5 separate regions of the Sus scrofa genome follow, and regions 1, 2, 4 and 5 are each linked to region 3. A link is a contact called in public HiChIP or PLAC-seq data. All regions are on one chromosome and are shown on one strand. The core of a region is the stretch at or near the end of the contact, and the rest is flanking DNA. Distances in the headings are between cores, read along the strand shown. Region 1 has its middle 450 kb from the start of SETD4. Region 2 has its middle 89 kb from the start of CLIC6. Region 3 overlaps LOC106505851 (a long non-coding RNA gene). Region 4 overlaps RUNX1 (runt related transcription factor 1). Region 5 overlaps RUNX1 (runt related transcription factor 1).

The links. HiChIP or PLAC-seq counts read pairs in DNA pulled down with a chosen protein or histone mark.
Region 1: a contact with region 3 is called in an H3K27ac HiChIP or PLAC-seq map of alveolar macrophages. The contact joins two enhancer-like sites. A contact is called at or near these places in 1 of 47 Hi-C or Micro-C datasets (embryonic fibroblasts) and 1 of 2 datasets of contacts at active chromatin or transcription factors (alveolar macrophages).
Region 2: a contact with region 3 is called in an H3K27ac HiChIP or PLAC-seq map of alveolar macrophages. The contact joins two enhancer-like sites. A contact is called at or near these places in 2 of 2 datasets of contacts at active chromatin or transcription factors (alveolar macrophages and skeletal muscle).
Region 4: a contact with region 3 is called in an H3K27ac HiChIP or PLAC-seq map of skeletal muscle. The contact joins two enhancer-like sites. A contact is called at or near these places in 2 of 2 datasets of contacts at active chromatin or transcription factors (alveolar macrophages and skeletal muscle).
Region 5: a contact with region 3 is called in an H3K27ac HiChIP or PLAC-seq map of skeletal muscle, with 4 times the contacts expected there. The contact joins two enhancer-like sites. A contact is called at or near these places in 2 of 2 datasets of contacts at active chromatin or transcription factors (alveolar macrophages and skeletal muscle).

The regions. Positions count from the first base shown.
Region 1 is chr13:199,137,575-199,142,422 of Sscrofa11.1, forward strand. No RefSeq gene overlaps it. Among named protein-coding and RNA genes, the nearest start is that of SETD4, 450 kb to the right of the region's middle. Within about 2 kb of position 2,102, at least 3 of the 83 cell types and tissues checked have an H3K27ac peak or open chromatin away from gene starts, as enhancers often do. A contact at or near this core is called in alveolar macrophages, where this site is marked.
Region 2 is chr13:198,337,014-198,342,158 of Sscrofa11.1, forward strand. No RefSeq gene overlaps it. Among named protein-coding and RNA genes, the nearest start is that of CLIC6, 89 kb to the left of the region's middle. Within about 2 kb of position 2,683, at least 20 of the 83 cell types and tissues checked have an H3K27ac peak or open chromatin away from gene starts, as enhancers often do. A contact at or near this core is called in alveolar macrophages, where this site is marked.
Region 3 is chr13:198,830,995-198,836,202 of Sscrofa11.1, forward strand. The region is part of intron 1 of LOC106505851 (a long non-coding RNA gene); the gene reads left to right. Among named protein-coding and RNA genes, the nearest start is that of RUNX1, 200 kb to the left of the region's middle. Within about 2 kb of position 3,652, at least 19 of the 83 cell types and tissues checked have an H3K27ac peak or open chromatin away from gene starts, as enhancers often do. A contact at or near this core is called in alveolar macrophages and skeletal muscle, where this site is marked.
Region 4 is chr13:198,414,864-198,420,344 of Sscrofa11.1, forward strand. RUNX1 (runt related transcription factor 1) reads right to left here. Exons shown (of 8, transcript NM_001246252.1): 6 at 1,031-1,222. Among named protein-coding and RNA genes, the nearest start is that of CLIC6, 170 kb to the left of the region's middle. Within about 2 kb of position 2,403, at least 14 of the 83 cell types and tissues checked have an H3K27ac peak or open chromatin away from gene starts, as enhancers often do. A contact at or near this core is called in alveolar macrophages and skeletal muscle, where this site is marked.
Region 5 is chr13:198,376,540-198,381,463 of Sscrofa11.1, forward strand. It overlaps RUNX1 (runt related transcription factor 1), which reads right to left. Exons shown (of 8, transcript NM_001246252.1): 8 at 1-262. Among named protein-coding and RNA genes, the nearest start is that of CLIC6, 130 kb to the left of the region's middle. Within about 2 kb of position 2,027, at least 13 of the 83 cell types and tissues checked have an H3K27ac peak or open chromatin away from gene starts, as enhancers often do. A contact at or near this core is called in alveolar macrophages and skeletal muscle, where this site is marked.

The DNA of each region.
Region 1 (4,848 bases), core at 852-3,351, 310 kb after region 3:
TAAGACGTGCTGGTCTTAATAGTTTAAAAATGAATATATTTGTATGATATTACATCATATCTTATATGTTAGTATGAGTTCTACCAACCGCTTTGTGTTGTTGTTTTGTTTTTGTTTATTTTTTTTCCTTGTCAGGCGCTAGGATTGGATATCACTACCTTCACCATGCAAATGGAAACACTCACAACACAACTCAGAGAGGATATCTGAGTCAGGAATTCAAAAGTTAGATGCTAGACTACACTTACCCTATTTATACCACAATTTTAGATGTGCCAATCATCAAGGCAAGCCTTGATCCAACATAAAAGAGCAGAATCTTGCTATTTCCTTCTTCACTGCTTCCTCCAACCTCTAATCAAAGGAATCAGTCTGGTCCCCGGGTCATGACTGTCTCCTGCCAGCCTAGTCACCTGCCCAGAGGAATCACTTCATAAGGCTTCATAGACTGTCACTCCCAGGACCATCCCTGGGAACCGGAGCAGCTGGTTCCCTGAACCCAGGCCCAAAAAATGGCTGTGGAGGGTGGATTTATGGGAACCCCAGGAAAGTCCTCACTGAAGCCACCCTCTTAGCTGGAGGACTTGGTCTCCAGAGCTGGACTCCCTTTGAACAGGGTAGATTCACCAGCCTTTCCTTCCTCTATGTAAATCTTCTCATAGGTCTTACATTTCATGGGCTATGGGACCATGTACAGGAAGTACTCATGACAAGGGGCCCTGACCTTGATCTTCTGTAGTAGAGGCACCAAGAGTTAGCCTAAGGATAAAGACCCATCTCTCCTTTAAGACAGCAGCAGACTCCAAAAACTAAAGTGTGAAAAGAAAAGTGGGTCCAAAGATGAGCACATCAACACTGTCACTGCCAAGAGCAATTGGTTGCACCTAAAAATAGTGCTGTTTTTAAGGAGAACTATTTCAAATATCTCTCTTTAAAAAAAAAAAAAATAGGCCCACATTACCAAACTTCATAAATTCCTATCTCCTAGAAAGACATTTCCACACTTAAAAAATAAATAAATAAAAGGTTCTGATCCATCTTTTATGTCCAAGACAGATTTCTTGACGCCACACATTCATAAATTCACTAACCATGCAGCTGTGGTTAGTCATATGGTTGCTTGGTTAAGTAACTGTGGTTTTCTTCTGATCCTTTGAAAAAAATACATTTTTAGCATATCTTCCATTTTTAAAATGTATTTTTTCATTCTTGCCATGCAAATCATTTGAAACGCTTCCCTAAAGATCTATATCAATAGTGTTGAAAGAAATGAATGCTTGGGAACAGGAAAAAACGTTAATGGAATAGACTTCCTGCTCTAAAGATTTGATGAATCCATGCTTCATTTAAAAAAGTTAACCCCTACTTGTCCACAGCTGCCAGGGGAGCATGGCTGGACATCAAGTGATCCCAGACTCCCTGTTAAAAAGCAGGTAATTGGTCTTATCACCAACAGCCACTGCATCTATAAGTCTATAGCATTATACTTGATTACTTGTGATATTTTTACTTACTCTCTCAAGTTTCACTTGTTCCCACAGCAGACAACCCCAAATACCTCTCAAGTAAACTATATTTTGCACTGCACAGCCCATGTGAAGAAATTCTCAGTTTGTTTATACTCTGATTTTCCAAAACTTAAAGTTGTAAAAAGTGTATTTGTTGCCTTTAGCACAGCGTAAATATTTTGCCTAAAAAATCTCAGTATAAACTTTCATCTATCTTTTGAGGCCTCAATTCACTTTTCCACCTCTGAGGATGCAGTGATGGAGTGTCCATCAACTCGAGACATTTAATTACTGTTTGCATGCCATGGTTCGCCTGTGGACTTGTTCCTCACAAAGCTGAAACCAGCATCTTTGAAACCAGGCACAAATAACAGACCAGCGACAGCAAAAGACTTTTCCACAGCATCAATAAAATCTCTGCAGCAGGCACAGGCAGCCAATGGTCAGAGAGTCCCAGGAGATCTTCCACACAGGATACGCATTTTGTTACAGAATTCCTCAATGCCTTTTTGCTGTCTCCCTAATGACCAGTTAAATGGGCTCCCTCGAGGATGCTTGAGTCAGCGCCAGCTTGAAAACTGCTGAGGAAACATCCTCTTTTACTGGAAATGATTTCCATCAAACTGCCATGTGCCATATTTAGACTCAACGCTTAGTAACACCCAGCAGAAGGGGCTATGTTTGCAGGGCAGGAGGCCCTGCACTGTGAGAAAAGAGCTTGCTTTTGTCTGGCCCAAGTGACCGCAGGGCAGTGAGCTGGTGAGTCTGTGGCAGGCTGTAGCCAGAGGGACAGAATTGCTTCTATCTGGAGCATCAGGCTCCCTTCTGCAGAGGCAGCTGCTTATTCCCATCCTGCTTGTCCCAGAGATACAAATGGGGTGGTAGTTATTTAAGTCTGTGCACATCTGCCTGGCAGCAAGAGATCAAAACCTAGCAATTCTGTTCACCTGAGCTCAGCAAGGGTATAGGGGGCAAATATCTCTTCTCCCCCATTTAAACTTAGATCATAGAATTTAAATCATAGAAAAATAATATTAAAATGTCTTAGTTATGGCATACAATTCTGCTAAACAGCTGAGTCACAAAATTTTTAAAACTTCTTTATGCACATGCATACATATAACGATATAAATGTTTAAGCATGATTATTCAGACATGGGATTTTTTTAAGTGAAATATCCTCCCATAATTTTGTCCTTGGCTTCTCTCCTTTCCCTTTTTTTCCTCCACCCCCCCATCATCCCACAGCCCCAGATTAACTTATACTAACAATATATCTTGCAACTTTCCATGTTTTTCCTTATGCTCATATAATGCTACACAAACATACAGACATATATGCATCCAGTTGGTCACTTCTGCTATTGTTTGATGTCTACAAAAAGAGGATCCTATCGCAAACACTTTTCTGCATTTTTTTTTCTCTCAATAAGAAATCAGGAAAATCCCTCCAAGTCAATCCCTATAGCTCTGACTCCAACTGTGTGTAGTATTCCAGGATACGCAGGTTCATCATTCTTTCAACTGTTCCCCTCTAAATAGACAAAATAAATAGTTCTTAAACTATGTCCTTCTCCCTCTCTCTCTCTTTTTTTTTTTTTAACATTTCTACTGGAAATCAGAACAGAGAATGCTTACCCAAATCCTAAATATATATTTCTTTAATAAAGTACAAGAAAAGTTGTCCCTTTTCCTCGTGTTCTCCCTAACACAGATGTTATCTTCTACTCAGTGCAGAAGACAATACTGTTTCAAAGTGTAGGTTTTGTTATTATTTAGCTACCATAAGGGAACAAATCAGGAGATGACTGCTGTGGAAAAGATGGTTTGTTACTCATAGTTCCAAGAGGAGAGGGCATGCCCTGTCATGTAGGGCCACACAGGGAAGCACCAGGGTCACCCTGGAGAAAGAAGCATGAGGGGAAAACATGGGAAAAGAGATTTTATTATGGTTTTTTCATGGGAAGGAATGGGCAAGATAACATAATCAAGCTAAGCAGGTTTAGGATTAGGTAGTTTAAATCATTTCAGTGGGCTCTGGGTTATAGACACTGTCTCAAGTTGTCTGGTACCTGGACCTGGAGTGATTGTGGAAAGGTAATGTTGAGCCAGAGTATAAAAAATACAGATCTAAAAAATGCAGGTGGTTGGGAGATATGGGCTTTTGGATCAGGTGGTTTGCAAGTGAAAGGTTCACGTCTGGGCAAATTGTTTGCCATTTCTAGGGATTAGCCAGCCTTGAGAGGGGCAGTTCCATACCAGCCAGTGAGCCCAAGAGGCCAACACATCAAGAATACAGAAAATAAGAAAACACAGTAAATGAAAATGTATACTCAAGCAATGTTTGGTAAATGACAGGAGCCTTAATCATGGAAATGCAGCATATTCTGTCTCCTGCCTATGGGCACATCTCTACACACTCAGTCAAGTTGTTGCAAAGGGCCTTGGGCTTTGAGGGGTACATAGGAGTTCATTTCAGGTAAGATGGGGACAGGTACTTCCAGGGTTGTGAAACTGGTAGCTGAGATGACAGTATTAAAGTTATACAGAGCTAGTACTGGGTCAAGGAGGACAACCACAGCCACTCTTTTGTCTATACAGACTGTCCAGAAATATAGCCAGCATTCCTCAATTCCCTCACTGTTTTTGGCAGTTGCTGCAGGTCTTGGAACAGTATCCAGAGTGGTATAACCTCCTTTCCCAAGGTTGGAGTGTCTGTCACCAAGCAGCTCTTTGATCAACTCTCTTCCACTGAAGAATCTTTCCTGCATTCTGCCTCCATCATCCCCACTCCCCCTGCTCATGAAAGAAAGGATGGAATTCTCCCTGCCGTGCACAGGGGAAGATTCCTTTAGACCTGTACTCACACACATTGGAATACAATGTCTATCATGTATACTGATCATTAGTCATTTTTCTGTTACTTTGCAATTCTTTTTTTCATGCAAATAAATGGTTATAGAGGGGTACATGGGTGAAATATAGCCAAGGAATCAAGGTGTTTGGGCTTTTTCTTTTCCTCTCCATCAGCTTTCTTCCCATATCCTCCCTTTCCACTGCCTGATCCTCCGGTGTTACTGAGTTTGAGTTAACTAGGAAGCAAAAACTGTGCTAAAAACCAGACAAGCTAGGTCACTTAAGTCAAGAATGCATTGTGAGTCTGTTCTGTACTGAGATCAAGACACTAAAATGAACAACATGGTTCCCGCCTTCCAAAACTTATCATCTGGTGAAGGAAATAAAACAAAACAAATGTTTTGAGTATATATTTAGTGTTGTCAAAAACTGGTGATAAGCAGCCCCAGTGAAAACAAATCATACTTAAGGTTGCCTATCTTCC
Region 2 (5,145 bases), core at 1,433-3,932, 490 kb before region 3:
TGCTGCTGCTAAGTCAGGCCCTGGGTTTGTCTTGGCCTGCCTTGTTTCCATTTTCAATTGAGAATTAAATTTGGATAGACGTTAGTCTGACTGGGTCTGCTCCCTGGACCTTGGCCAGCCAGCTCCGAGTAACGGCAGACAGGGTGGGGTCACTGGGGTTGAGTTACTGGATTTCCACACAAACACACACACACCCCCTCCCAGCCCCCCGTGGTTTTGGGCAATCTGCTCGGTGACGGGCAGCTCTGTTGTCGTAAGACTGGACTTTTCAGGAGAGCTTTTGGGTCACGCTGGGCATCTGTTGGAAAGGCCTATTCTTGGACAGAGTCATTGGCCATGCCGGGAACTGCCTTTTTTTGACCTGTAGCCCCTCGGCCATTCAAAGTCAGGGTGACACCCAGCTCTAGTGGCTGTTGCTCCATTGTGAGGCAACCTGGATTGCTCTTTCCTTCCAATGTTTCTTTCTTTCTTTCTTTCTTTCTTTCTTTCTTTCTTTCTTTCTTTCTTTCTTTCTTTCTTTCTTTCTTTTCAGGGCCTCATCTGTGGTCTATGGAAGCTCCCAGGCTAGGGGTCGAATCAGAGCTGCAGCTGCCAGCCTACACTACAGCCACAACAGTGCCAGGCCCCAGCTGCATCTGCAACCTACACCATAGCTTGTGGCAATGCCAGATCCTTAACCCACTGAGCAAGGCCAGGGATCAAGCCCGCATCCTTGCGGATACTAGTGGGGTTCATAACCTACTGAGCCACAATAGAAACTCCCCATTCAATTTGTAGATTCTCATAATTTTCAACATTCAGTCTGGTCTGGTGTCACAGGGAGTGGGCTGGGAATGGCCTGCAGTGGTTCCCTAGGGCGTGGAGGGGTGGGTCCCAGTCAGCACACTTTGCAACAGTCGGAGAGCAGCTGAGAATGGGCACACTGGTCCAGCTGACTGAATCGCTGCCAGTGGAAGGGACCTCGAGGTGGGGGTCAGTGGGGACGGTGACTGGGGCGGGACTGGCTGGCTGGGGCTCCTCTCCTCTGCGTCCCCCAGAGCTCAGGAAGGTGAGGTGGGGCTGGAGAAGGAGTTTATGGCCAGGGAAGCTCAGAGATGGTCACAAAGGAGCAGTCAAGACCCACTGCGGCGGGGGGGGGGTGTGTTACAAACCCAACTAGTATCCAGGAGGATGTGGGCTCAATCCCTGGCCTCACTCAGTGGGTTAAGGATCCGGTGTTGCTGCAAGTTGTGGTATTGGTTGCAGATGTGGCTGGGATCTGTGTCTGGCTCTGATTCGACCCCTAGCCTGGGAACTTCCATGTGCCACAGGTGCAGCCCTAAAAAAGCAAAAATACATACATACATACAAGTTAATTGAAGAGAGTTCAGCTTGGGGACACACATTTCGTGTGCGTGTACGTGTGTGTGTGTTGGAGCTTTTTTACTTATTTAAAACATGTTATCTAGAGCAAGAAATCCCCAGACATACCAGCCCAGAGCCGTAAACCACGAGAGACCAGACAGCCTTCAAAATATGCAGAGATGGCAACTCCTCATGGGCGAAGCCAGTCATGGGTCTTCGAGCGGACTGAGCTGCCAGCAGCCCCCTGGGGTGACTGGGTTATGATGGGGGACAGTCCCGCAGACCTGGCACTCTGCATCTTGTCAGTGCTGGGCATGACGCCCTTTTCTGAGCGCTTTTTGAAGCTTTTATACCCTGCTGGGCTCTGGGCCTCAGATGCAAAGGGAGTCAATAACTCTGCAAAAAGTCACCAGACAATTTATCCCCTTGGCACCAAGCCTAGAATTCTAATCAGTTCTTGACTGCTTCAAAGTCTTCTTGCTTTGGATCTTCCAAATTGAAAATAAATATCGAGGGCAATTACCTTCCTTTAGCCCTCTGATGTTGAAGATTGGTTCTCATCCATTAATTCAAGAAACTTCTCGTTTCTTTGGGAAGGTATTGGCCCTTGGAACTCTTAACTCAGTATCAACACAGTCCTCTAGGTTTTGAATTTTTTTAAAAGAGAGGATTTATTATACTCTAGGTTAGTATTTTCCTATTTTGAAGAAGTCTTGATCATACCAGACGCTCTTCCAAGGGGTAAAAAAAAGCCGGTTTCTTCCTATTACTGGATGCCCGCTATCCTCAGAGCATCCTCAAGAGGGCAGCAAAGTACAACGTCTGGTCGCATTTCCCGGCTGGGGCAGCCCCTGAACCCTCAGAGCGGATTTGGAACTTGCCTCCCTGCGGGGTGCGGAGCGAGGGGTGAAGAGCAAGGATGGTTACTGGGTTACTGATCGCCTTCTTAGGCAGTTCTCTGGGCTCGCCAGGAAAGCACATCCCCTGGAAGGAAAGCCAGAGCTCCCCCAGTCTCATTTTCAGAGAGCTGCGAACATGACCAGACCTATTAATTACTTAATTGAGGTTCTGGGCTTTGAAGATGAAAAGTGGCGAGTTCTGCTGTCTCCAGTCCGGGGAGCTCTTTCTCGGGGCCCTTCTGAGTCTCGCTTTCAAGTTACCAGGTTCATTTTGGTGACCTTCTCGGGCGATAGGGATAACCCATCCCGCCCCTGTGGGTCAAGGGAGTGTTATCTCCTGAAACCACTTCCTTGAGCTCAAGTCACACTAAGCCGACCACAGCGTCCCAGCAGAGGGCTTGGTCGCACTTAGCGTGTGTCTCTGTCACCGTGCCCTGACCGAGTCACAGGCTCCCAGTGGTGGCTGAGAAGCAGCAGGGGATGCTGGCTCATGAATGACTCTGCTGGGCTGAGACCAACTGAAACGGGGGAGCCTGGTGGCTTTGTGGCCCTGCCTGGGGCATAGAGTCTCAGCCCCATAATTGACTGGCACCTCCGGGCACCAGGCCAGCTTGGCCTGAATTCCCTCATCCCGGGGAAGGGGACAGGGAGAGTGGGAGGAAGAGGAGGGAGTCGCCTGCACACGTGGGATAAAGACACAGGCAATAATGGAAACATTAAGCCGATGCTTCGTTTACAAACAACTTTCACATCCGACGTTATCTCGCGGGAGTCTCTGAAAGGCTGCGTGAAGTTGAGGACGTGCGTGGGAAAAGCGGCCAGCAGGATCCTGGAGCCACAGAAAGAAAAGAGTTGCGGGCAGGAAGTGAGGACCCGGAGCAGAGCGTCTTCCTTGAAAGCCCTCCTTCCTCCAGTCCGCCCTCCCACCCGCCTGTCTTCGGATTAGATGGAAACCTGGTTGTGGTTGGGAAGGCAAAATCCGAAATGCAACCATCCCCGAATTGGGACCCGCACCTCAGATTGGAGCCTTCTTGGGTACAGAATTTAAAATTAATCCTTATCAAGCGGGGCTATTGACACACCCTGCAGCTCCTAGTCATTCTTGCAGATGTTGTAAATACTTCTCCTTTGCATCTGGACTGAAAGGCAAGAGAAATCACTTAGGAAACTACAAAGTCCAGATTCACTACCGAGGGCTGGAGAGAAAAGAAGCCCGCGCTCCAGGGCGGGGTCTTTTCCTGCGCTGGGCGAGCGTGTTTTCTTCCCCAGCACAGGTGTCTTTTCACTGCAGCCCAGGGCCTCGCCCGATTTTGCGTTACCTGATGTTTTGAGGGCCTGAGCACAGTTTCTGTGGCTGGATTATTACAGCCTCAGGAGCAAAACCTTGACCTGCTTCGTTTGAAAGCACCCGGCACAGGTCTGCTTAGGTTGTCTTCCACGCAGGCACGTGGATGCGCCGGTGGACGGAGCGGAGACAGGCAAGGGGCAGATTCATCAAGATAGCTGTGGTTGGTGAAGTCCTTTTGGTTACAAACCACAGAAGTGGATTCTGGCTTATCGATTTAATCAAAGTGAATTGAAAACTGGGGATGCTCTGGAGGGAGACTGGGGTTTCACGGTTCAGAGGGGGTGTTGGTTAAGTTGCCCCTTCCTCGCTCAGCTGTCCCTCTTACCGAGAGATGCCCTTGACACCACAGGCGTCAACTCCTGGTGTCTAGGTTTGCTGGTCCAACCACCAACTCCCAAGAGCCTGGGTCTTCTAAGATCAATGGGGTGTGGCTAGAGGGTCAGTGTGAGTGTGTGTGTATGTGTGTGTGTAAGCGTGCACGCTCGACCTGAGGAGCTTTTCCAGGTTGTGTATTTCATATCATATACTTTCATGCATTATTTTGTATGAAACCCTTTGGGGAGTAAGGGGGAGGTCTTTTTTTTTTTTTTTTTTTTTAATACTGAATGCTGAACTCAGCAGGAGAGAGCCCTGAGCTCTAGAACTTTCTTCATTTAACTCTTTACATATTTCCTACAAGATAGCATAGTTTCTTTAAGGGCTATCATGTTTCTTTTTTAAATTTTTTTTCAGGGTCTTTTTTTGTATTTTTTAAATTATAGTTTATTTACGATGTTTTGCCAGTTTCTACTGTACAGCAAAGTGACCCAGATATATATATATATATATATATATATATGTGTATATATATGTGTATACACACACACATATATATACATACATTCTTTTTCTCATATCATCCCCCATCATGTTCTATCCCAAGAGACTGGACACAGTTCCCTGTGCTATACAGTAGGACCTCATTGCTTATCCATTCTTTTTTTTTTTTTTTTGTCTTGCCTTTTCTAGGGCCGCTTCCCACAGCATATGGAGGTTCCCAGGCTAGGAGTCTAATCGGAGCTGTATCCACTGGCCCACGCCAGAGCCACAGCAACACAGGATCCGAGCCTCCTCTGCGACCTACACCACAGCTCACGGCAACGCCAGTTCCTTAACCCACTGAGCAAGGCCAGGGATCGAACCTGCTATCTCATGGTTCTTAGTTGGATTCGTTAGCCACTGTGCCAAGACAGGAACTCCTTGCTTATCCATTCTAAATGTAATTTGCATCTGCTAACCCCAAACTCCCCATCCATCCCACTCTCTCCCCTCTCCCCCTTGGCAACCACAAGTCTGTTCTCCATGTCTGTGGTTATCAAGTTTTCTGTTCATAGAAGTTTAAAAAACAGAGAAAAATATGGAGAACAAATTAACATTGCTCGTGATCCCACCATTCACAGAGAACAATTGTCTCCTTTGGTTGATATATATATATATATATATATATATATATTTATTTACATATAATATAATAAAATGTATATGTGTTATACTGTATATGCATATAGTGGGCAT
Region 3 (5,208 bases), core at 2,402-4,901:
TAGCAGGTCCTCCAGATCAGGGAGTGGTAACCAAACAGTTTTTTTTCCTTTTATTAAAAAGTACCATTAACTCCAGTTCCAGTTTTCGTTCCTCCCTGGCTTTCATAAGGAGTGTCGCCGGCACAGTGACACGAAATTCTGCTTATTTGCATTACCAAGCACAGGAAGCGTAATGGGAAAAGGGCTGCTAATAAAAATGAGTTCGGACACTAGATGTAGATGAGACAAATACCAAGATCTCCATGTGGGAGATCAACATAACCTGATATCCTATAATAAAATCCCTACAATGGGGCCATTTTTTTTAATGCCTTTGGTGCTTGTTTGTTTGTGTACGTGTGTGTGTGTCACTGTATGCATGTGTATATCTATCTATCATCTATCAACAGATAAGTCTTTCTACGCATTCATATAGAACTTGAATTTCTCAACTGTCTGTTAATACAAAAAAAAAAGACCTAATCCGTGCCTACTCCTTTATAAATACCATACTGTGATGTCCTGAGTGGTATTCAAACAGGTATTATTTGAGGTTAAATTTTAACCTGAAATTAGAGTATCTTAAGAGACTCCTATCAAATAGCATCAATTAAACATGTGCCTGAAGAAAAAATTATTATGTTTTTGTCTTTTTATCTTTTTAGGGCCGTACCCATAGCATACGGAGGTTCCCAGGCTAGGAGTCTAATTGGAGCTGTTGCTGCTGGCCTACACCAGAGCCACAGCAACGCCAAATCTGAGCCACGTCTGTGACCTACACCACAGCTCATGGCAACGCTGGATCCCCAATCCACTGAGTGAGGCCAGGGATCAAACCCAGAACCTCATGGTTCCTAGGCGGATTCATTTCCACTGAGCCGTGATGGGAACTCCAAAAAATTAAATTTGATACAGAATAGTTACGAGGTTAAAAACCTCATCAGTTTATTTTCTCATCTTTCTCTCTCTCTTCAAATACATACATCATATTATAATAATTATACATAATATAGAAATATCCTATGTGTATATATACTATATATATTTTATAGATATATATATATAAAGAAATATAACTGATATTTTAAAAATAAGAAATATGTCCTCGGAGTTCCTGTCGTGGCGCAGTGGTTAACGAATCCAACTAGGAATCATGAGGTTGCGGGTTCGGTCCCTGCCCTTGCTCAGTGGGTTAACAATCCAGCATTGCCGTGAGCTGTGGTGTAGGTTGTAGACGCTGCTCGGATCCCGTGTTGCTGTGGCTCTGGTGTAGGCCAGCAGCTACAGCTCCGATTGGACCCCCCTAGCCTGGGAACCTCCATATGCCACGGGAGCGGCCCAAGAAATGGCAAAAAGACAAAAAAAAAAAAAAAAGAAATATGTCCTCATACAGTTATAGGGAGCAAATCTTTCACACCTGTAAAGATCAATGACCTTCTCCATTTAATTAATCATAAGATGACCAAGTTAATAGTCAGAAATGGGTCTAAAAGATCAACAGGATTAGAGGAAAGAAAGTATGACCCCTCACAAGAATGCTGAAGTGCTTCTACCATTTAAGCTGTTTTTCTTTGGCAGTCCAATTTTAGGTAAAAATGATTGGGAGCTTGGGATTAATAGATGCAAACTATTGCTTTTGGACTTGATTAGCAATGAGATCCTGTTGTGTAGCACTGAGAACTATGTCTAGTCACTTATGATGGAGCATGATAATGGGAGAAAAAAGAATGTATACATGTATGTGTAACTGGGTCACCCTACTGTACAGTAGAGAAAAAAATTGTATTGGGGAAGTAACAAGAAAAAAATGAAGGAGTGATGAGAAGAGAATTTGCTGCTATGGAGAATAATAACAGGACAGAAACAACAGAAACAAAGTGATAAATTCTAAAAGCTGTTTATGTCTCTGTGACTCTTCTTATCCCCCACCTTTTTTTAACTCCATTGATACCCTGATACCTTGTTTCATTTTCATTTTTCCAGTTGTGGCATCTTCAGTTGGCCTTTGATACCATGTGAACAAAGGAGTTCAGCTCAAGCCAACAAAAACTTCTTCATACTACTGTCTCTGCTTTCCCAACTCCTCTTTCCAGCCTGCCTTCCAGTAGTATGGATTCAAAGCACGCTAACTCCCATCTCCTCTCCCACTTGCTCTTAATGAGTAATATGCTCTTCTGCCAAGAAAAGATGACACTCCTTGTCATCCCTCCAGCTCCTGTGGTCAAAATTAATTAATTCAACCAATATTTATTAAGCATTACCATGAGTTAGACAGAGGGTAAGCAATGAAACTCCCTGCACCCACCACACCCATAGTCCTCTCTAAAAATACAGAAAGAACAATTATTCTCCTTTGAACTTAGAATATGTATTCTCAAAGGACCTTAGCTGAAAAAAACTGCTGAATTCATTTCAAACTATTCACTTTAAAATTGTTTAATCCATTAAAGTACCTACCAAGCTATACCATTTGATTGTCATTTATTTTACTGAAGTCTACTCAGTGAAAATATTTTATTCTCAGGAAAGAAAATTAATTCATTTTTTAATTCTGTTTTCAGCCTGGTCTGAAACTATCAGAATCAGCTTTGGGGTTCAGTCACAAAGAGGAACTTCATAATAGTGCATTCAAATAGCCAAATCAGATTTTTCTACCAAATAAGTGCAATGGAAGCAAGCTCTCATCTAAATGTGGAAACTATGATCTCATGCCAGAATTTTAGGGAAATGAACTTTATGTCTAGTGACCCTTAATATCAGGAATTATTATTCCTCATTTGTTAAATTTCTACCTGTAAAGAACAAATCTAAGATATCTGTCTTAATAGAGTTTTTAGAAAATAATTTGGAAAAAAACAAAAATAGAAATAGGTCTTGTGTAAAGATTGTGATATTTCAAGTGATCATGGTTTTTTTTCTCTAAATATGTCTTTATTATTCTTTCATATCATTTTTGTAGTTTTTATTGAAATACAGTTAATTTACAAGGTTGTGTTAGTTTCAAGTGTACAGCAAAATGATTCAGGTATATAGATAGATATAAATATATTAAAATAAATATATATGTTCTTTTTCAGGTTATTTTCCATTATAGGTAATCATGCCATATTTTATAATGCAAAAACACCCAAGAGCTTTAACATATTTTTATATATTTCCTCCTGTGTTAAGGAAAAAGTATAAGCTCACAAAATATGAACATGCCTGATTTCTCGTATGTTTTTTGGTTTGTTTTTATTGTTGCTCAGTTCAGTACATTTAAAACTATCATAATATTTTGTAGAAAAGTGTTTCTACATGAATGAACTCTTTCTGAAATCCCCTAAATCTTACATTGGCCAAAGCTAGATTTACTGGCATAAAGAGTCCTCAGCTTCCTGCTTCTGACCCATAATTTTATATGTGAAAGTCATCGTCAAAGCTTGCAAGGCAAGTTGTGTTGAGCATTTCCAGATACCAAACCTCCCCTCTGTGATTTCAAAAAGTCAACAGCTGCTCAGCCTGTTCTTCCCATCACTGTTCTTGATTGCGTTAGAAAAAAAAAAAAATCCATCTCTAAAAAAATTGTGAAAACTGAGAACAGAAAAGCAACCAGTGGCAACTGAGAGGCACTATGCTGTTATCATCCTCAGCTCATTTTCTTGGGCTTTTGCCCAATGGGACTGAATTCTCTTCACAGCAAGGGATGGTTTCAGCTGACCTGCTGTGAATGTCCCAAGTGAGTCACTGCCGTTAACTCCATCAACGCCATTTGCTGTCCACTTGGACATTTCTGAACAGCTGCTGGGCTCCAGTGCCAACTTCTAACTGGAAATATGGCTGGTCTGACTCAGTTTCAGAAGGGACAAGAGGGAAGGAGGGAGGAGGGGAGGGGGGAGAGAGAAAACACACATGCCTCCTCCTCTCAAAAAAGACTGACAACTCTGTTTTTTTCCATTGATTATGGTGGAAAAACTTTTTGAAGAAGTGAGAATACTAAACTCAGTTTGTCACATCTCCCTATTTTGTCTCATTATTTTATTCATGAAGTTGGGTTGGGATTTTATATTGAAGTTATGCGTTGATGTGGAAATTTGCAACCCATAACATGTCACCCCATTTCCACTTTTTTTTTAGCCATATTCATCTTATTTTCCAAACGCAAAAGTGAATATTTCCTTTACTCTAAAAATATTTTTCATAAAATTGAAAATCCATTTTGAATCAATCAACAACTTTTTTTGGAGCATTTGCTAGAACAGGCTTCTGGACTAGACATTAACGAGGATTCTGAGAAATATCAGACATGATCCTTGGATTCAAGAATTTGTAATAAAATGAAGAGAAAAGGCCTGTTGAAATAGATGGTCCAGGAACAATATGAGGGAGTTTGCGTAAAAGTGCCAGATGCCTGGTAGAGCTACCAGGGGCTGCAAGAACTCAGAGCAAGTCTCTGGGCTGGTGGTTTTAAATCTGGGATGATGGTAACTGATACTAACAACTGAAATTAAATTAACTTTATAAACATGGACTCTGTCATAGCTGGGCATGCAGCCTAAGTGTCTAAGTTAAAGGCTGAAATATGCTCACATGACCTCAGCATTTTATTTCAGGGGACGTCTTTGATTTATATGTGCATTGTTGTGTGTGCAAACACACATGAACATTTTTTAAAAACTCTTATATTACCAGAGACACTGAGGAAGTGACAGAATACTTGTTCTCTTGTGGACATTTATCTACTATTTTGTGGGAAGTGAACAAACATCAGTCAGGTCTCCGGGACTTACTAAGAGTTATAAAATTGATTAATAGGGTTAAAAGGGTGCTTTCATTTTTTTTTTTTAGCATTTTGATAACTTTATTTTTTTATTTAATGATTTTTATTTTTTTTCCATTATACCTGGTTTACAGGGTTTTTTAAATTTTCTTCTGTCCAGCAAGGTGACCCAGTCACATATACACATATACATTCCTTTTTCTCACATTATCATGCTCCATCATAAGTGACTAGCCATTCCTTTTTCTCACATTATCGTGTGCCATCATAAGTGACTAGCTATAGTTCCCAGTGCTATACAGCAGGATCTCATTGCTTATCCACTCCAATAATTTACATATATTAACTCCAAATTCCCAGTCCATCCCATTCCCTTGGCAACCAGAAGTCTGTTCCCCATGTCCATGATTTTCTTTTCTGTGGAAAAGTTCATTTGTGCCATATATTAGATTCCAGGTATAAGTGACATC
Region 4 (5,481 bases), core at 1,153-3,652, 420 kb before region 3:
CAGGAGCCCCCTGTGTGCCAACCCCAAAAGATAACTACAGGGTCTGGAAACCCTAAAGGGCTTAGGATGCAGGATGCTGGCATGTCCCACAATGCAACTCGAACAGAGGAAACGCCCGGGGGAGCTCATTTCTGCTGTCCTAGAAGGGCCAGGACCACTTCCCCTGCTGGCCACTTGCCCTTTCCCCCAGATGTGCTGCTTATCTCTTCCTTTGAGTTAAACAAGCCTGCTATGCTGAGAAAGGAATCTTACTGTGATCCTATCATACCCAGCTGTGTCCTGCACGGACCCGAGAAAATGACTGCATTTCGGAAATTTGAAATGGTATCACAGAGCAAATAATCATTGACGTCAGCAGTTTCTACAGTGTAAATGAACCCTGCGTATTATCTAATTTGGCACAGTGGGTTTTATGCCATTATTGTATTTTACAGTGTTTTTGCAACTGCCAGCTAACCCCATCGTGGGTGGGGGTGGTGGATAGCCTGCATTCTTTATTGATTGCAAATTTATTTATTGCAATGAATACGCTCCATGTGATGGTATCCAGAAACTCCTATTTTCTTCATATTCTCAAAAAAAAAAAAAAAAAAACTGTATTAAATACAACCCCCACGAACATTCTGTAGACGGTAAGAACTTAAAAACTCCTGGCCTTCACCTTGCTTAATGTGTGTATACGTGTTTTCCAGCCAAGCAGGTGAGAAATTAGCATAGCCAAAGCTAACTCTTAAAAAATTAAAGATCTTATCGGCAGAGTGATACAGATCTGTCCGTATCCTCTCGGTATCCTATGCAGCAGTGCCTCTAAATCAGGGGATCTTCTTACAATGCAGATCTGACTCAGTAGGTCTGGGGCAGCCGAGACTCTGCTGCTAACCAGCTCCCAGGCTGCTGGTTGAGGGACCACCCTTCCTGAGTATGAAGGAGAAGCCAGGATTGGACTAGGAGGGTTCTGCCCCAGGGCTGGGGGTGGCGGGGGTGGGGTGGGGGGAGTGAGGCAGGAAGCGGGCTCCGTCCGGGTACTTACCCTGCATCTGACTCTGAGGCTGAGGGTTAAAGGCAGTGGAGTGGTTCAAGGAGGCCCGAGGGTTGGGTGTGGGGGCTGGGTGGTGTGGGCTGACCCTCATGGCCGTGCGCCGCAGCTGCTCCAGTTCACTGAGCCGCTCGGAAAAGGACAAGCTCCCGGGCTTGGGCTGATCATCTAGTTTCTGACGATGTCCTATTGCGGGGAGGAGGTGGGGAAGGGAGAGGGAGGCAGGGAAGGAGGGAGGGAAGAGATCAGAAAATGTATTGTGGATTTGCTAAAATTCGGGCTTTTCTCCTCTTTCCCCTCCCTCTCCCCTCACCCCCAACGTGGATCCGCTGGAGAGTTTTGCACAGGTAGCTGTTCCCGTTGGGAATTCGGGGCCATTTTTCCCCACAGCAGACTGGGGCCCGTTTTGTCGCACTGGCCACTGGGTGTTCCGCCGGTCTGGGCCTGGCACCCACCCCGACTCCCTGCATCCATCTCCACTGTGTGGAACGCAGTGGGCATACAGGGCTTGGTGGCGGTGGTGATGGTGGGAGGGAGAGAAGGGGCATTAATTGGCTTATGGCATCTCTGTGGGCTGAGCTGAGGCGGGCAGGAAAGGAGCCCTCTTGGTGGCATGGGAACAGCTGCCCCAACTCCACACCCAACCACCGGCAGGTTTCAGAGGCAGCAAAGTGGGCCCTGGAGCTTAGAGGCGTGCCCCTTACAACAGGAAATGAGGTGTAGCTGCAAACCCACAGCCCGGGGAGGTCAGATTTCCTGTTAAGTGCCCAGGATGGGCAGCCCCTTGCCACCCACCCCCTCCTCTGCTTGCAAGCTTTGCGCCAGCATCCTTTCTTTTCTGAAGCCCACTTCTCCAAGTGCACCCCAAGTGTGGTGTAGCCCTGGACTCATTCAGTCCAAGTTTCCCAGCAGGCAGAGCTCACTGGAGCCCCAAGGGAGCCACCAGCACACTGGACAAGCCTGGGGCCTCAGGAATCCAAGGTGCGGGTGGGCCCCTTGGCATCTGTATCGACAGTAAATTTCCTTGCTCTGGTCAAAATCACCATCACCAGGATGCAGAGAGCAGAAGTCATTCCTTGGAGAAGGGTTGGGGCTCCCGCTTCCTCCCTTAATCCTTCACCAAAATGTCTTTAAACCAGAGACTCAGGCCTGCCCAGTGGAGCTGAGGCTCCTTGTACTAATGGAGCCATAATGGGGCTCAGCCAATTCAATCCTCTTTCAAAGAGGCTGCCCTTCTGCTCCTGCCTCACTCCCATGGTTCAAAGAAAGAGTCATTGACCGGTTTCACAAAACCACCCGATTGTCAAGTGGCCTCCAAACAAGATTGGAGGAGCAGCCTCCTGGCCCCAGACCTCAGTGAGAAAGAGGATTCCTTGACTCCACGCCCCCCAGCCGGGGGTGGGGTGGGGGTGGGAGAGGGACTTTTGAGCCCAGCTCCCAATGGCTACAATTATAAAATTAAATTTTATAACTTGTATTATGGTTCCAAATCTCCGTGGCTTGCCATTTCTTCCTGCTGCCAGCCCCCTTGGCACAGCTGACACTGTCTCAAATTCCAGACCAGAAAAAGGACCCACTATATTGCAGTGATTTTTATCACGAACAAGACCTGTTTGGCTCCGAAAGGAGGAAAAATACTTAAGCATAATATTTGTGTGGTTCAAATGCAACGCTCCCTCTTTTCATGTGTCACCAAGGCAAAACTGGACTCTGATTCAGCCCCACAGCCCGCAACACTCGGTCTGAACACAAGCAGCTGAGTCACGAGGGCCCAGCACACATGCGAGAGGCCTCTTACCGGCGGAGTATTTTAAGCACCGGTCTTGTGGGCGAAAGGCCATGGGGCCAGGTCCCGGAACAACCCCTGTCATCCCTTTCCTTCAGAAGTACGAAAACATCTTTTTCTAGAACGTTCTATTTCAATCATCGAGTCACTCGTTGTCTCCGGATGGAGCTTTCTTTGACTCCTCCCTTTCAACTTCCTGAAGTTTTCTTGCAGAACAGCAAACGATTTCAACTCAAAAGCCACCCAAAGCATAATAATCTTTTAAATGGCTACCACGACCTAATGCCTGGTATGGGGAGTCAAGGAGAGAAGGCGGCAGGAAAAATGATTCTGGAAAGTTCTACCACTTCAGAAAGAATGCCAGTTGGCAAAGTTATGGTGCAGAGGCTGCTGGCAGGTCTTGTACCCATTTCTAAATTTCACATTCCTTGGGCACCCAGTGGCATTTTTGAAGAACACCATGTCAAGGACAGTGGGTGATCATCGTGGGGAATGATATGTACCAGATCATTCTGAACACATGTCATTCGGTGTTTTGGAGTCTCCAGCCAACCTTTGAAGAGAGGCCTTCAGTTGTGTCTGCCTCAGCCACCAAGCTTGGGGACCATGTGCCACCAAGAAACCAAGAGGAATAAGTGATTTTACAGGTAAGCCACTACTGTGGCCAGGCACAACGAAGGGAAAAAAAAAAAAATGTTTTTTTTTAAACCCCTCTCGTTGCCCTGCACTTAAAAAAAAAAGTTTCAACATGTGAGCAATTTCTGCACCAGCTGACACCTGCCAAAATCGTAGTCATTTATAGAGATTAACTGATGACTGTCTGCTTGAGCAGGAATGTTTGGGCATAGCTCTCAGAGAAAACAATTCTTCACTCTAAGCTTTTTCCTAAGCCCTCAGAGTCGCGGGGCTGAGTTGAATGCCAGAGGAGGGGGTGAGAGTTCATTCCGCACCCTCCCCACGTGTGATCCCACCAGCAAGTAAGGCCATTATTACCCCTGCAGGGAACCCAGAGCCCCGGCATCACAGCTAGTGCCAAAGAGTTCTAACACCAGGACACCGGGGAAATAAAAAGCATTATCGTATTGAAGGTGTGGTTCGGATGCATTTATAAGCTGGATCACAGGAAGACTTAATTCTTCTTTTCTGAAACCATCAGATTTCATGTGCCAAAGAGCAATATTTTGTGTGAAATATAGAGGCTTCCGATATAAACTTTCAAGCTAAGGAAAAATGAACGCTTTATGTCTCCAGTTTCCTGTATCTGTGTGCAATTAAAATGTCAATTTGCCTCCTGAATTTTAAATACAGGAGCATGGAAAATGTCCACTATCAAATTCACTTTTCTTCTTTCTTGCCGAATACTGAACTTTAGAGGGCAACAGGGAATTCAACCTTGGATCAAACCTTCTGGTGGAATTACCCCATGCAGTCTCAAACATAGGCGTGCTGGCTGCCTGGGTTTTTAAATACTCTGTAAGTCAATTGCGAATGTTTACGTGGTGGTTCTGTAAATAACAGCGGCTACCTCAAGACTTCATATGGAGACATCTTACTGAATCTTTAGCAGAGTTGAAAAGGCTCCTACATGATGTTTCTCTTTTCCTATTTTCACACGTTTGAAAAAAGGACTGGATTAGAATTTTATATATGTATGCAAAACTATACAAAGCCAAAAGAAAAAAAAAATAATCTCCTCTGCTAAATTTTACTTCTTTGCTCCAAAGACAAACATCCCATAGTCTTTTGGAACTGGTGCCCACAAGCTTCCCTAAATGTTAGAATATTTGAGATGGATGATGAAATCAGCTTTCAGTTTTCTGCTCTAAAAAACTAGGCTGGGTAAATACGCACATCTCATTGACAACTGAAGTGCCTTTTTAAAAAAAATCACTGTTGATCTGTGGTTGTAACTGATATATAATTCAGATCGTCCTTGAATTATGATGGGGTTTATGCCCCAATAAATCCATCCTGAATTGAAAATATCATAGGCTGAAAATGCCTTTAAAACACTTAACCTACAGAGTTCCCACTGTGGCGCAGTGGGTTAAGAATCCAACTGCAGTGGCTCAGGTCGCTGCAGGGGCTAGGTTCAATCCCTGGCCTAGGAATTTCCATATGCCATGGATGCAGCCATTAAAAAACAAAACAAAACAACAACAACAACAACAACAACAAAAAACCCAACCTACTGAACATCACAGCTTAGCCCAGCCTGCCGCAAGCATTCTCAGAACACAACTGTTAACCTACAGTTGAGCAAAATCACTTTATAATAAAGTATTGACTATTCCAAGTCATTTATTGGATACTGTACTGAAAATGAAAAACAGAATTTTTGTCTCAGTACAGAATGGTTGGAAATGTATCAGTTTTTTTTTTTTTTTAAATATTTTTTGTGTCTTTTCTAGGGCTGCACCCGCGGCATATGGAGGTTCCCAGGCTAGGGGTCTAATCGGAGCTGTAGCCACCAGCCTACACCAGAGCCACAGCAACGTCAGATCTGAGCTGCATCTATGACATACACTACAGCTCACGGCAACGCTGGATCCTTAACCCACTGAGTGAGGCAGGGATCGAACCTGCAGCCTCATGGTTCCTAGTTGGATTCATTAACCACTATGCCAGGACGGGAACTCTGTGTATCAGTTTTGACCCC
Region 5 (4,924 bases), core at 777-3,276, 460 kb before region 3:
GACGCGCCGTAGTAGAGGTGGTAGGACGGCGAGCTGGCCTGGAACGGGCCGCCCTGTGCCTGCGACGAGCCGGGGTAGGGCGGTGGCAGGTACGTGTGATAGCGCGTGGCCGAGCTCATGGCCGACATGCCGATGCCGATGCCCGACGTGACGGGCGTCGGGGAGTAGGTGAAGGCGCCGGGGTAGTGCATGCGGGGGTCAGAGATGGAGGGCAGCGCGGGGAACTGGCGCGGGTCGCCAAAGGCCGTCAGGTCAGGTGCACCTGTGGGTGAGCGAGAAAATATCCTGAGCTGGCGATTCAGGGAAGCCACGCCTCCTACTCCGCCGGCCCGCCCACAGGAGTACCCAGGATGGACTGCTGCTTGCTGCCCAGGGAGCTGGTATGAGAGAACGGTAACATACAGCCTCGTGCAACCCGATATGGTGTGTGATATAATACAGTGCAGAAATAACATGCGTGATAGAGATATAATATTGGTGTAACTTCGAATTTGGCAAACCCACCTGCCAAGTCCACCTGCTAGCAATTTTCCTATGGCCCACAAGCTAAGAATGAGTTTTACTTTTCTTAAAATGGTTGCAAAAAGCAAAAAAAAGATTTCCTGACGTGAAAATGATATGGAATTTAAATATCGATGTCCATAAAGTTTTATTGGAAAGAGCCTCACTCATTCTTTTACGTATTATCTGTGACTGCTTTTGAGGTATCACTGCAGAGTTGAGTGGTCATGGTAGAGATTGGAGGGCCAGAAGGGCTCAGAAAGCCTAAAATATTTAGTATCTGGCCCTTTGCAGAAAAGAGCTTACCAGCTTTCTCTATGATCAATATATTAATATGTTAATATTAATGTAAAATTTAATTTTTAACAATATATAAGACGTATACAACACCTGAATTACTAATATAATGGATGCATTCATTGATTAATATCAGAATATATGCATAATATGTTGTCATAATGATAGTAATATATAATAATATAATACTATATATAATATTTAGGTTGAATCATAGGAAATTGCCATTTCTGTAGGCCTGGAATAGCTAAAAATTGGCAGTTTCCTATGATTGAACCCAACGCATGCCCTAGCAGTGACCACCACATCACTCTTTTCTTCCTTATATCTATCTTCAGATCACTCCCACATCTTTAGAAATAGGATAGCCTTGATTTCACAGGGTTTTCTCTAATATATATTTCACTGATTTGTTAACAGGAGTGGCTCCAGGACCTTGATTGGTCTACTCTGTTTTTGTACATGTTGAAATTTTACCAGGAATGGCAAAACTTTGTCTATAAAACACATTGTTTTAGGATTATGGCATTTACAGTTTCACAGACCAGATTGACTTTGGCTGTCTTTTGTTGCGTCTTTCTACAGTTTTCTTAACCACGGGCTGCCAAAGTCCTGGGGGGTTTGGGTGCCAGGATGGGTTTCCTGTGTCCTGTAGATCAGTTTCCTGACAGTGGCACTACTGGTATTTGGGGCCAGACTTGCTGCGGCAGTGGGGGGGGGCTGTCCAGTGCATTGTGGGATGTTTGGCAGCATCCTTGGCCTTTGCCCACCAGATGTCAGTAGTGCCCTCACTCCCCCCATTGTGACAACCAACAAGGTCTCCAGACTTTCCAGCTGTCCTGGTGGTAGGGGTGAGGGGAGCAAAAATACCCCCACTGAGACCTACCACTGTGGATGTAGGATGGTGTCCTGGGGTAGTTTCTGTTCCTTAGAATTAATTATTCATTAAATGACCAGGCCAGGACTATAGTCTTTACGTCAGCAACAAAACAACAGAGACAAGAATTGAATGTTTTAAAATTTATAAGTTCTCAAATCAACATAGAAAATAACTCCAAGCTCAGGATGGCATGTGGCCTGTGTCCTTTTGTGTATAGGCCCACAGAGAAACTTGATGGAGCCAAGAGCTAGCTCTGAAAGGAAAGCTACCGGGTGAATTAATCTCTTTTTGGAAGGCATCGGCTGTTGATCAACTTCCTCATATTTCAAGTCTGTTATTCCAGCAGGGAGAGCTAGTGTTCTCTCTCTCTCTGTCTCTCTCTCATCTCTCCTCTCTCCCTCCCTCTCCTCAGCCTTCCTTCCCTCCAAATGAACTCCTCTGTAAATTTGGGGTGCATGTGATGAGGGGATATACTCCTCATCAAAAAGGTAATTAAAGTTTACAGAAACAACCGAAGTCTGCGGCAGATCTCTCCACTAATGAGGAAACCAGGAGTCTGACTTTCAAACAAACACTCCTGTTAATCTTTTCAAAGCGAGTCAGACATGTGGGTAGGGGAAAAAGTTGTAAACTGACAGTGGTTCTAGGGCCGCCCTTCCACGGACACTCTCTAGCTCATCCTGAAGCCAGGCCGCACCTCATTCCACAGGGTTCGTCCCTGCCCACTGGGGCCATCTGTGAGCAAGCCCCTGTCACTTGTTTTTGCTCACACAGAGAGCCGTGACATGCTTGAGAGTTAACAGGAAGCTTTACTCCATTTTTCCAGTTAAGATTTCTATAGTCCAGGGAGAAGCCGAGGTAGGAGGAAAAGCATTAGGCAAACACAATTTGTTGTCATCTGATGCAATATTCCGGACACAAATAAATGACTCCACCCATTATTCCTCTTGCTTCATTTGCCCTGAGACAAAAAGGTGAATCCACTGGAAAATGAATGAAAGGTCACCCTGTTTCATGACGGTGTCTGGACATGCTCTGCCAGTCTGTTCCAACCACTACATGGTAACCTGGTGATGGCAGCAAGTTACTGGAATCCTCAGTGAGTCCGTGGTTTGTCACGGACATAAGTAATGGAATGATGTGACAGTCTCAGCTGTCAGGGGAAAATAGCTCTTTCACTTGTGGGCACAGTATCTGTAAGATCTTAGATGTTGCCTGTGATTCTTCTTCTGTCTGCACTGTACCAATGCCACACTACAAAAGACCATCCATTTGGTCTAATTATCCTTTATATATATATTTTGATAACAGAATAGCTTCGGCCCTCTAGATAGGCTCAGACTCAATATACCTATTCACCTATTTGTTTTCATTTTTATGTCCAATTGGATTCCCCCTACCAAGCCCCACCAATCACGCACAGTTCACCCACCCTGCCTTAGCTCGTTTGTCCTTTTGGCTGGCTTGGTGCCCCCTTACTCAGTGGTAGTGTTGGCAGAGATGGGGACCCCTCATATTCCCAGGGAGCTTTTAAAAAGTAGGAAATCTGGGGATTAGGCGGTTCAGGCATTTTAGTTGGGATTGTTTCCCTACCGATGGGGCTAAATATTTGCCATGGCAGCTCAAGTCTTCCTTCTGCAGCTCGATGTGGATGAAAGCAGACCCACTCTGGGCCCCTCCCACTGCCCCCAAAGGATTAAACAGCCTGAGCAGATAATGGCTGCCTTAAAAGGATCTTTTGCATGACTCAGATTAATGCATGCTGTCTGTCGCCCAGGTTGGCAGCTAAACATTATTTAAAAAGAAAAAAAGAAAAGAAAACCTCCAGATGACAACTCTTTTCAGACAAGGTGTGGAGTCTGTCTACAAAGGGAAGAGAAAGAGACAGAGCACAGGTCCCTCCTGCAAAAGGAAGCCCAGGTGGGGCTGGGGGGTGGATTCAGGGAAAGCTGGCTCAGAGCTGTGCAGGCTCTCAAAGCTGGCCGCCAGGCAGCCACTTTTCTTTTAAGTATCCCAACCCCCTCCTGCCCCCAGGCGGATGACAACACTTTTCAGGCCTGGGCTCCAGGCTTGGTTTCTCAGAGGGAGAGCTGCCAAGTTGAAGAGCAGTCTCCCATGCTGTTCTCTGCCACCGGTGAAAGCACCTCTGGAATTCTCCCAGGCCCACCCTCCAAGACAGCGCAGGGTCATGCTTGGGTGCTGAAATGGGTCGCCTTGGTTTTTATCTATTTCACACCCTCATGCTATAAAACGCCTTTCTATTACTCCCTGGCTAACTGAAGTCCAGACTATTCCCAAGTGTAGCTGTGAGAGGTGATTTGAGAGTGCACATGCAACGTCCCTGTGGAAAGAGAAGCCCCCCTTACATCTGAACTGGTCAGTTGGAGCAGCTAGAGTTCTTGGATTTAAGGTGCCCACTGTCTTGGGTGCAGACCAACTCAAAAGACTTCCACAATAAATTCGAAGGGACACACACACAGCAGGGACATTTCCAAGGAAAAGAGTAATTGCTTCAGAGGTAGACCATTGCCAATGGGCAGAGCAGCACCACCAAGAAGAAGAATCAATACGAGATGACAAACGCCTTTGGAATCAGACCAGTCCTGAGGGAACAAAGCTTCTAAAACAACAAGCTAAATGGACTTCATTAATTCCTATCCTGTCCCTTAACTCCTTGGCCCAGCAGGTGCCATGAAATTCTTGGCATCCATGGCTGAAAATAACATGGAAACTGGGCAACTAAGTTGACTTTCCTGTTTCACTACAGTGCAAAAGTATATGTGAAGGCAGTTCTCAAGTCGGGGGCAGTGTTAGTCCTCAGGATGCTTGGCAATGCCAGATGATTTTTGGTTGTCATGACGGGGGCGTGTTCCTGGCATCTAGAGGCCACAGACATTGATGAAGGTCCAGCAGTGTACAGGACTGCCCCCTACAGTAAAGAATGATCTGGCCAGTGGTGCTGCTGTTGAGAAGCTGAGAGGTATTCTCTGACTCTCTCAGAAGCTAAAGCATTTGGTGAAATCTCAAGTAATCACAGTTGTGCACAAAACACAATGTGGCTCAACACTTAAGTGGCAGACATGGTGCCTTTGCCCCCTTGCCCGCCCCCTAATCTGCTATAATCTGATGCCAAGAGCTGAAAAGCAAAAACAGCCACCCTCCCCCAACCTACAAGCAGTGTGTTTGCCGGTTTCCTAATGCTGAAGTTCTCTGAAGTATTTTCACTTTGGTCCAGCTCCAGTTTCA